3 separate regions of the Mus musculus genome follow, and all the other regions are linked to region 3. A link is a contact called in public promoter capture Hi-C data. All regions are on one chromosome and are shown on one strand. Each heading gives the region's core, a stretch centred on a gene start, on an enhancer-like site or on the middle of the called end of the contact. The rest is flanking DNA. Distances are from core to core; before and after follow the strand shown.

The links. Promoter capture Hi-C pulls out the DNA fragments that hold promoters and counts their contacts.
Region 1: a contact with region 3 is called in a promoter capture Hi-C map of liver, with 2.4 times the contacts expected there. The contact joins the promoter of Mrps18c here to the enhancer-like site in region 3. A contact is called at or near these places in 2 of 39 promoter capture datasets (liver and pre-B cells), 1 of 484 Hi-C or Micro-C datasets (the G1E-ER4 cell line), 1 of 115 datasets of contacts at active chromatin or transcription factors (bone marrow-derived macrophages) and 1 of 9 other capture datasets (liver).
Region 2: a contact with region 3 is called in a promoter capture Hi-C map of liver, with 2.1 times the contacts expected there. The contact joins the promoter of Coq2 here to the enhancer-like site in region 3. A contact is called at or near these places in 6 of 39 promoter capture datasets (the 3T3-L1 cell line, 3T3-L1-derived adipocytes, the HPC-7 cell line and 3 more), 15 of 484 Hi-C or Micro-C datasets (the Ba/F3 cell line, DN3 thymocytes, the G1E-ER4 cell line and 10 more), 1 of 115 datasets of contacts at active chromatin or transcription factors (pancreatic cancer cells) and 3 of 9 other capture datasets (adipose tissue, liver and pancreatic islet).

Annotation. Positions count from the first base shown.
Region 1 is chr5:100,796,570-100,800,093 of GRCm38.p6, forward strand. It overlaps Mrps18c (mitochondrial ribosomal protein S18C), which reads left to right and starts at 2,190. Exons shown (of 6, transcript NM_026826.1): 1 at 2,190-2,291; 2 at 2,983-3,044. The coding sequence starts at 2,201. Helq (helicase, POLQ-like) reads right to left here and starts at 2,031. Exons shown (of 18, transcript NM_001081107.1): 1 at 1,725-2,031; 2 at 1-493. The coding sequence starts at 1,904.
Region 2 is chr5:100,672,953-100,676,255 of GRCm38.p6, forward strand. Coq2 (coenzyme Q2 4-hydroxybenzoate polyprenyltransferase) reads right to left here and starts at 1,304. Exons shown (of 7, transcript NM_027978.2): 1 at 1,037-1,304. The coding sequence starts at 1,289.
Region 3 is chr5:100,367,747-100,371,408 of GRCm38.p6, forward strand. It overlaps Sec31a (Sec31 homolog A (S. cerevisiae)), which reads right to left. Exons shown (of 28, transcript NM_026969.1): 23 at 1,850-1,888; 24 at 548-606. Among named protein-coding and RNA genes, the nearest start is that of Sec31a, 47 kb to the right of the region's middle. Within about 2 kb of position 1,550, at least 36 of the 459 cell types and tissues checked have an H3K27ac peak or open chromatin away from gene starts, as enhancers often do. A contact at or near this core is called in adipose tissue, liver and pancreatic islet, where this site is marked.

The DNA.
Region 1 (3,524 bases), core at 940-3,439, 430 kb after region 3:
TCAGACTTTTTCTCCTGCTTGACTCTGAAGCAGCTCTGACGTTAGAGAAGTCATTATTTGGCTCGGGTTGCTCTGTGTGGCTGGAGACCAACTCTTCATGTGATGACTTCTGTGGGTCCCCATTTGTCTTCTTAGTGCACGGATCGCCCAAAGCTTCTGGTGAGTTCTGCGGATTTTCAAAGTATAAAATTTGAGAAGAAGGCACATCAAACGAAAGATCGCTTCCAGGTTCTGGTTCAGCAGGGACATCTAGGTGACTCTGCTTCTGGCCGTGCTCACTAGTTTCCGGGTCAGTGAGGTTGATTACAGTAGTAACTCTGAGGTTGTTTTTGAGGCCTGCTGAACAAAGGTCTTTGGTGCCAGAGTCTGCATCACGGTCCCCACATTCAGGCAGTTGCATATATCTCTGTTCCAGGTCATCAACGTGAGCTAAGAAGGAACTTTCTGTAAAGCTGTCATAGTCACCAAACATGTCCTCTTCGCTGTCATTTTCCTGTAAGGAAACAAAGATACATACATGAATTCCATCCTCATTTTAAAAAAACAAATGTCCCAGCAAAGGACTATCCCAATGATATCACTATATGCAAATTATCCTCTGAATACATATTATCATCACCAAACAAAAGAAACAAGTCCAGAGAGTTGCTCTGACTTGCCTAAACAGTACTGCTGGCTTATTATGGGATATCAGGATGCTAAGAAACATTTTTTTAAAAGTCAGAACAGGATCTCACCTTACTGAGGCTACACACTCCTGATCCTCCTGCCTGTTTCCTGAATGCCTCACCATGCCTGGTTTTAGGAGGTGTTGGGATCAAACCCAGGGTGTTGGGCATTCTAAGCAAACATTCTGTCAACTCAGATACATCCCCCAAGGGGTGATACTGGAATTCTAAATTATTTATTCTGGTGCTGCCATGTGAGCCCAGGGCCTGCCCCAGGCTCCGCTGCTGAACCTAACCGCCCAGTCTTTGGCATTTTAATTCTTAAACCTATGCTAAAGCACTTAAGAATGAAAGAACAGTAACTCTCTCCAAGATTCAATAGATGCTTCTGATAACTGTGGTAATTCCGGCCCAGGCACTAACGTAGAAGCTGGTCTGCTACAAAATCATGATTGTGCCATTAGACACTACAATGTTCCACTAGACACTACAATGAAATTCTGTTCTGAACTTGGAATTGAGACAGTCATGTGCACACTCATGTATGGTGGCTTACAGAACAGAGATGTAAACTGGGAGGTGATAATTATTTATTGAGTCACAACTTTAGTCTCTCAACTTCCCTGGACTCACTTACCGTTGTAAAAGTCTACATAATATGGCTAGTTTAATAACGTAACTAGCAATTAATGGGTCATCAATAAAAATGTTTTATCAGTAAAGTAGAGCCGAGCCATTTGGAAGGCTAGCTTTCTCTCTGTCAAGCCAGTTAATTGCCCCGTGAATACTTTTTATGACAGGGGATGGAAGGAGCATGTAGGTTTGACATCTACCTAGAAGTCGGGGGTTTAAGCAGTGTCTCCCAAGTGATGGAGATAAAAGGATAACAAAGGTGAGAGAGCGAGCTAAGGCTACTCATGATGTGCACCTGGGAAGAAGGCGGTTTCACCTCCCGCGCAGCCGTGCCCGGGGCGGGACACGCGGTTGCCACCGCAGCCCCTGGGATGACAGGACCGGGCGAGTCAACGGGGATGCGGGGACTCAGCAGGGCTGTACCTGGGCGTGCTCCGGGCTCCCGGTTTTCCGGCGGCGGCTCCCGGCTGCAGCTTCGTCCTCCGTGTCCTCGGCAGGCTGGAGCTCGGCCGGGGTCGGGGAGGCACGGAGGTTCTCCAGGTTGCCGCGGTTCCTTTTGCGGACAGACACCCGCCGGCGGATGCGGGGACAGCCGTCCTCCATGACAACGGCCCAGAGTCCCTGCGACAGCCGCCCTGGGTGCAGCCCGGAGCCGGTGGCGCCGTTCTGGAGACAGCAGGTGACCCAGCATCAGCTTTCCATCCCTCAGCAGCGCAGCCCCGGGTCACGTGACTTCCGGCCCGGGAAGCGCGGGAAGATAAAGGTGCAGTGCATTGAAACCCGGGCCGCGTTCGCGCCGGAACCTTTGCGTCGAATCCCGGGCAGACAGGGGAAGAGCACCAGAAAGGACCTGTCGGGGCGCTTAGGGAAATAGAAAGGAAGAGGAAGGGCGGAGAACCATGGCCGCTCTGGTTGCTCTGTGCAGTGGTATAGGGAGGAAGAATTTGACAACCGCGGCTGGCTGCTTCACGGATCGCGGAACTCAAGCAGGTAAAACGTCCGGCATAGCATTATAGCCGCTGATTGTCGGTGGGGTCCTCGCCGTTAGCAAAATGACTATTTCAATAGAACTAGGTTTGAGATAAGTGGGAGGCTCGAGTCATCGTAGACTAGTTTCCTAGAGCTGAAGAGGACTTTGAGGTGTAGTCAACCACTTTACCCCGTTACTTATTCACTTTACAAAAACCTATCGCCCCGACTCCTCAATAAGACTTTCTGGACACTTGTTGGCTGTGGTTCTCTTGCATCTGTTTCCATCCGCTGCTTGGACGAAGCCTCTCAGGAAACAGTTATGCTATCTAGGCTCCTGTCTCCAAGGTGTAGTCAACTCTTTTTTTGTTTGTTTGTTTTATGCTTCTTTGTCAATGTCTTGAATCTTTTTATTTCTCCTTTGGAATGACAGTACCATTCTGTTGTTTCTGTACATATTTGAATTTCAATCCGTAACTGTAGAAATGAGAAAGAATTTATAGGAGAGGAAGTATATATGTCCTTTATCCAAAGCCTTTGGAACCGCTCATTTTGAGTCCTATTATGTCCCAAATCTAACAGGTTGCTAACTAATCATTGAAAAGAATGTTTGATATTGTGCCCTTTGATTATCTAGCATCTTTAAAAACGTAAATCTTGGTTAGATATGCAGCGAATGAAAACAATTGTGTTGTCGCCATTTTCTCTTTAGTTTCTGTGATTTGGAGACGATGTTTTTCACAGTTTGAACAGGTAACCAGCAATGAGGACCTGGTAAGATTTCGTTTTCTTTTTTTAAAGAAGACATTATTTTATTATTTGTATGTATGTGGGGGAGGGGAGTTGTGGAAGCCAGAAGAGGGCATTGGATTCTCCTGGAGCTGGAACGAGGTGGTCGTGAGCCACTGGGTGTGGGTGCTGGGATTCAAACCCTGTACTTAGTAACATTAGGGAGTACTTTTAACCACTGACACCTATCCAGCCCCAGGTCCCCCTCCCCCCATATTACTAATTCATTTCCAAATTCAGCCTAATTTTTAATATTTGGAATTCAATTATAGGACAAAATAATGGTTATCTTTTATTGACTATAGTCACTTGTGTTTTGTAGAGAATTCCTAGATTCAGTCTGTAATGTATTCTTCTTCATAGATATTAAATATAAGGATACATGATTTGAGAATATCTAAATATAGCTTCGGTGGGTAGGATAATTGTAGGTAATAGAAACCTGACAGGCTACCTTGATAAAAG
Region 2 (3,303 bases), core at 54-2,553, 300 kb after region 3:
TTTGTTTGGCTTTTATTTCAGAATATAAAGCCCAGACTGACTTGCAACTTGAATCAGCCCTCCTGCCGTTGGATGTTAGACTATAGATGTGAGCCACCATATTTAGCTACCCTTGGATTTTGAAAATATTTCTCCAAGACCTCTCTACTCTATAATATAGCATTTCCTTTGGAGTACTATTTTTTTCAGTTGTTCGAACTCTGGAGACAGTAAGTTATTTTTCTTTTCCTGTGCATGACCTATACCTCTGATACTTTTCCATACTTTCCTAGGTTATCAACTGTCTTTTCCAGCCAGAAACAAATTCTTTCAAAGCTGGTAGTTTTCCTAGCTCATTCTGTCACTAAGGCCAGGTGACTTCATCTACAACTCCGGGCATCGTTTTACCAACTAGACAGAAACCTTGCGTGCAGACGGAGCTTATATTGTGTCACAGGTGTCAATAGTCCGTGAGCACTTTGATGAAAAAGACTGAGAAAAAGAAGGTCATAGAGAGGCTTGTGTGAGTTTACGTTGGCGGGCAATTCTAAAGCACGATAACCCGGCTGTGTTCAGATGCTCTCAATCTTTGTAACCGGTGATGAGGGGGAAAAAAAGCCCAGTAGTAACACTTTTGGGGTCCTTCTGGTCTGGCTCTGACGAGGAGCCTTGATTTCAATAGTCTTACTTACATGCCCCTTGGGCCTTACATAATTGGAGGCAAAAATCGAAAACTAATGAATGCAGAAATGCTTCAAAACTGCAAATCAACAATCAAAAGCTTCGTGAAAGCAAAGGAGCACCTGCTCACATCTGAATGGGGTAGGAGTGGTCTGGAGTTTGTGGAATGGTCTGGGAATATGTGATTATCAACGTCCGCCTCCGGGACTCCCGGCTCAGAGCGAGGGAAAATCTGCGTGTCCCTGGCTAAGGTCCTGACCGAGTCCCGAGGGGACTGGCCCAATGGGTGCATCGCAGCGGAGTCGCGGTCACTGCGGCCCTGCTCCTCAGGCAGGCAGGCTGTCGAGCGCAGCGCAGCCCAGCCCGCCCCACTCACCTATGGGCTTGTCCAGGCGCATGAGGCGCAGGTAGGGCTGCAGCGGGCGGGGCGCCGAGTTCACCACGGCCGCGGCCGACAGGCTGAGAGCTCGGCCCCGCTGCGTCCCGGGGGCCGGGGCTCGCCGATCCCGCGCGCCCGGAACCCCTGCGCTGCGCACCAGGGCCAATGGGAGCCCGCGCGGACCTCGCAGCCATGCGGACCGAACGGCCCGCAGGCCCCGCGCGAGCCCCGCGCCTCCCCAGCGCAGCATGGCGCCAGGCTGGACGCCGGTCGGTGGCGTCATCCAGGGCGACGGGCCGCGGGCAGGCATGCGCAGTGGTGGCGCGCGCGCTCCTGGAACTGGATTTACAGACCGGGCTGAGCCGTATGGTGCTAGAAATCAAACCTGGGTCCTCTGTAAGGAGAGCAGCAGGTGCTGTTCACCGCTGAGCCATCTCTCCATCTCCAGGCTTCTTAATGAACTCAAAAGGAGAGTGTTTGTTTATTTGTATGGAATAGTTCTACCATAAAAAGAAAAACTTAAGTCCAAAAATGTTAACTACATGGAATGTTCACCTTCTAACACTAAAAGGGAAACAAAAAGCCAAATCAAATTATGTAAATTTTTATATATGTATATTCATATATACATATACTCATATATATACATATATATGAATTTAAGTATATCTATCTATATCTATATACTTAAGGGAAATTCTTTACTCGAGGTGAACCTAAGTTTGACAGCTAAAAAGGATGCAGTTTCACTCAAGAACAACTTCATAACCAGGTGGTGGTGGCGCACTCCTTTAATCCCAGCACTCGGGAGGCAGAGGCAGTCAGATCTTTACGTTTTCGGCCAGCTTACTAAAGAGTGAGTTCCAGGACAGCCAGAGCTACACAGAGAAACCCTGTCTTGAAAAATAAAACAAAGAAAAACAAAACAATAACCAACTTTATGCGACCCTTGTTAATATAGTTGGCCGTTGCATGTTTGCAGGTACCTGGTATGTGTTATTCCACGGTAACCCCTCACTGACTGGCTCTGGACAAGTCGCTTATCTGGATTTTAGTGTTTTGAGATGGTGGTGTATCCTTTTCGGTGCCCTTCCTTAAAGCCTATGAAGTGAGTTCTGTGATCCTGGCCTGGCGCTTGAGGAAGGTGCAGCAGGGGGCGCGCTGGCCTTTGCAGTCTGGGAAGCGCTGCTGGTCCTTTGATCTTTTAGCTCCATCTGCTGCTTGCCAGTTGAGCTCCTCTACAGGTTTGCGGCCTTTGAGGCTCCTTTCTTTTCCCAAAAGTTGCCTCCACGCTGTTTATTTTCAAGCACCCTTTCAGGTAGCATAGGTGCCGCCATGCCAAACACGAGGCTCTTTCACACTTGCACACTATTTCCATTTGCCTGGAGTTCCCAACACAATATTTAAAATGCAAAAATCATTGCGAATGCTTTCTATTTTAGAGGGAAAGGATGATAAAGCTGTTTTTTAAAATTGCTTTTTTTTTATTTGAAAAAAATGTATTTTAAAGTCCACTAACTTTTTCACTCTCAAACCCATTTCAACTTGTCCTGCAGTGGTAGTAGGACATTATAAAAGTAAAGACTAGACTGAGTCCAAAGAATAGTTATTAGCATGAAGCAGGAGCGACCATGGCTCTCTGCCCTGTTCTGTTAACTCCATAGAGGGTCAATAGCAACCTTTTGCTTTTGTGACATGATGTCTGTGGCCTTCCGTGGGAGACACACACACACACACACACACACACACACACACTAAATAACTAAATACATGGAATAAATGTTTGAGGTTTTGGGTTTTTTTGGTTTTTTGTTTGTTTGTTTGTTTTGTTTTATTTATTTATTTATTTATTTATTTATTTTTATTAGGTATTTTCCTCGTTTACATTTTCAATGCTATCCCAAAAGTCCCCCATACCCACCCCCCCAATCCCCTACCCACCCACTCCCCCTTTTTGGCCCTGGCGTTCCCCTGTACTGGGGCATATAAAGTTTGCAAGTCCAATGGGCCTCTCTTTCCAGTGATGGCCAACTAGGCCATCTTTTGATACATATGCAGCTAGAGTCAAGAGCTCCGGGGTACTGGTTAGTTCATAATGTTGTTCCACCTATAGGGTTGCAGTTCCCTTTAGCTCCTTGGGTAATTTCTCTAGCTCCTCCATTGGGGGCCGTGTGATCCATCCAATAGCTGACTGTGAGCATCCACGTCTGTGTTTGCTAGGCCCCGGCATAGTCTCACAAGAGAGAGCTATATCTGGGTCCTTT
Region 3 (3,662 bases), core at 300-2,799:
TTTGTTACACGTACACCCAACGCCAGGTCAGCCTTTCTCTCTTGTACTTGAACAGAACATGAGTGTGACTGGATAGAATCGTCCAAGTCTGGTGGTCAGGAAGGGGAGGAGAAACTGACTGCACTGTGCAGAGTGGGGTATATGTGCAGCTCAGTGCAGGACTAGGCCCTCGGTTGCTATGAGCGTTGTTCAGAGAGGAAGTTTGTACATGGAACATGCACAAAGTGTCACAGGCTGCCAAGCACACTGTTAGAAGATGACAGCACAGGCCAAGCCAAGGAAGGCCAGGGTTCCTAAGCCATCGTCCCCTTGCTGGCCTGCCTCGTCCTCCCAAGCATGGGGACTACAGTTGTGTCAGTCACAGCGCAGAGTAAGGCTTTGACGACACTCTAGCTTCCCTCCTTTTACCATGGATTAGAAGAAAACTTGGTATGATGCATTTTATATACAGTAACCGGCAAGCTTTGCCCTTAAAGCCATGGGTTAAGTGTGTTGTGCTCCAGGTGGTACAGATAAAGACACGCACAGGTAGAGAACTTCTCATTACCTTCTTCTTCTTCGGCACTCTGTTCAGAGCTGGAGGATCATTCCAACCATTCTGAGGACCTAAAATAGAAGACATTTTCTTTCAGAACCCTAAACGCTCTCCTTAACAGGTTCCACCAATCAACCGGGGTCACACAGGGCTTGCCTTAGACAACATATCCTGATAGTACTGCTATGTAAAGGGACTGTCCTAAGCTTCAGGCCTAAGTCCTTATGTCTAAAGTGACCCCCAGCCTTCAAAGTCAGTTCTCTCTTCTCTCCTGATAAAGGGAAAATAGGTTGGCTGAGTGTGCTTCTGCACAGCTCTGTCATACTCGATGTCCAAAAAAGAAAGGAGAGAGCCCTCTATTGCCAAGGGAGCAACTCAACACGCACACCAGCACAGATGCGGAACATGGGTCTATTGTTTACAAAAACGTTTCCAGGCCAAGGAGCAACTCAATGATGGAATGTTTGCCCAGAATGGGAGGCCTGGGTTCCATGCCCAGTAACACAGGGCAAACAAGAAAACAGCAGCAGACCCAACTGCAGAAGAGTAAGTAGCTCTCAGCATTCCCTGCCTTGTCAAACTTGGTCAAGTACAGCAAGCTTCCTCAGAACTGAGACCCCAATATGCTGGCATCGCAGAGGTAGAAACGGCCATCAGTAGAGCTCACTGTTTTAGTACCAGCACATTACAAAACATGCTGAAACCAGACAGCTTCCAAATCACAAGGTGATTACCTTACCCCTCTCCGTGGAAGCAGACAGTTGCTAAAGCACAGGTGTTTGCGTGACCATATGAAGACAGGAAGTGAGTTGGTTTTGGAGTCACCTTCCCCTCGTCCCTCCCCCTTGCTTGCTGAGCTGATATGAATATTATATCACAACAAAACTGCTTGGCAAGCCACTCTTTCCCTAAATACTATTGACTTAGTTGCTTTGTTGTTAAACAGAACTTCCTACAAGTTCACAAGACAGGCCGGATAGGGCTCTGAACAGTCAGGAGTTGGTCCAAGCTATTGCGTCACGTCTGCTTAACAAACTCTTGACTGTCCCAGCACACAGAGGAATCACTGAAACTTCGCCCACCACCTCATGCTTGTAGCTGCACACTCCAGTCCTGTCTTATGCTTACTAAGACAGGCAGCGTCCATGATTAAAACTGGGAGTCATTATATGCATTTAATCACTTCTAAAATTTAATTCAATTAAGAAGCCAAATAAAAATGATACCGATCACATGCATTATTGTTAATGCCCATTCATTAGCTGTATTTAATGATTAAATTATTTACTAAAGTATGTTTTACAACCAATTCACCTTCCAATATAGATGCCTGGTCTTGGAAAGATTGATTTTCTGTTGATAAAATGTAAAAGTCACTTAGATAGTATTATGGAAGACATTCTAAAATTATCACTTTAATACTTTTTCTTCCCTGCTTAACAGGACCCAGAAAAAGCAAACTAACCTCAAAGGAACAAAACTTTACAATTTGTTAAAACTTACTTATTGGCAGAGTCTCTAACTAGATAGCCTGGTCTGCTCTCAATGTAGCCCTCAGTGTTTCCCTGGTTCTTATCCTGACGGTTTCTCTCCCTGGCAATGGAGCTCAGCACACCCTAAGCACACAGCACTTCCCCATCTACCTACTCATGCCACATGCCTGCAAGTGTGCCCTGCCAGCATCACTCAAAGCCGTGGACCCATGCCAACTGAGAACCTGTTCAAGCAGAACAATCAGTGAGGCTACGGTAGGACCTAATGTTCTCTGTCCAGCAGGGTCTTAGGTGACACAGCGCTGCTGTCAAGCCTCCAGCAGTGGGGAAGAGTACACACTGAGCACATCCCGTCCACTGTGGCCCAGCACGGCGCAGAAGCGGGCACACTCATCTGCACACACAGCCTTCAGAACCCATGCAGCTCCAGTGGGAGGGCAGGAGCCAAGACAACTGCTCTGAGCTATGCACCCTCTGCCCCACCCTGCTCACAGGACCGGGGAGGGACGAAGACCACTTCTCCAGCTCCTAAGCAGGAGCCTGCAAGTGATCTGCTCTCACTAAGCTGCAGCACAAGGAAGTCTGAATAGCAATTTTCACATGATCCCTTAGTGATGGCACGGAGGTCATAACAAAGTCAGACTCAAAGTTAGCAGTGAAATCAGAATCAAATGAGCACTGTGACTCTGGGGAGAGAGTGGGCCAGCTGGCTAGCTCTACGGCCATCATATTTTTGAAAGTTTTTCTCTTAGAAACACAAAGTAAACCAAGAACTGGAAAAAAGAAAAAAAAAAAAAAGAGTCAAACAGCACCCACTCATCCTAGACAGTGACCCAGGGACCACTTTCTGCCACAAGGGACCTGCACCACTGCCACTCCACTCCAGGACTGGGGGCAGCATGTGTCACAATCTCTCCCGTGAGGAAGCCTTCAGAGTACTCTCCTGAAAGTGACACTTAGGTCACCCCACTCAGCAGTCCAGGATCTCTACGAGACTCTTATTTTCTTATTGTATGAACTATATACTCCTTATTCTACTACACGAGGCTATTCAAAATTTGACACATATACAAAATTTTATTTCTAGAAGTTACTCATTATTCCTTAGAGATACACTGTCCTTTTCAGCCTCTCTACTTCTTCCGTAATTCTAATTACAGAGTAGGTCTTGTTAAGAACTGAATGGATAGGGGCTGGTGAGATGGCTCAATGGTTAAGAGCACACACAGTCTGCTCTTCCAGAGGTCCTGAGTTCCATTTCCAGCAACTACATGGTGGCTCACAGCCATCCGTAATGGGGTCAGATGCCCTCTTCTGGCATGCAGGTGTACATGCAGATAGAGCACTCAAACAAAATAAATAAATTAAAAAAAAAAAAAAGAACTGACTGAATAAATGTTTTGCTAACTGTAATATCCATCTCTCTGAGCCTTTGCCACACCATCTCATATCTCAACAGGAAGCTTGGAAATCTGTAGGATCCTAACAGTGATTATCCACTGGTCAACTGGAATTTCTAAATCTCAAATAAACTCATGATCTAAGACAAACATCACAATATAACAAACTTTCTAGTCACAATTATGTAACTTCAACAAACTCTTTAGGAAACCCAAAATGAAAGCATGGTGAGG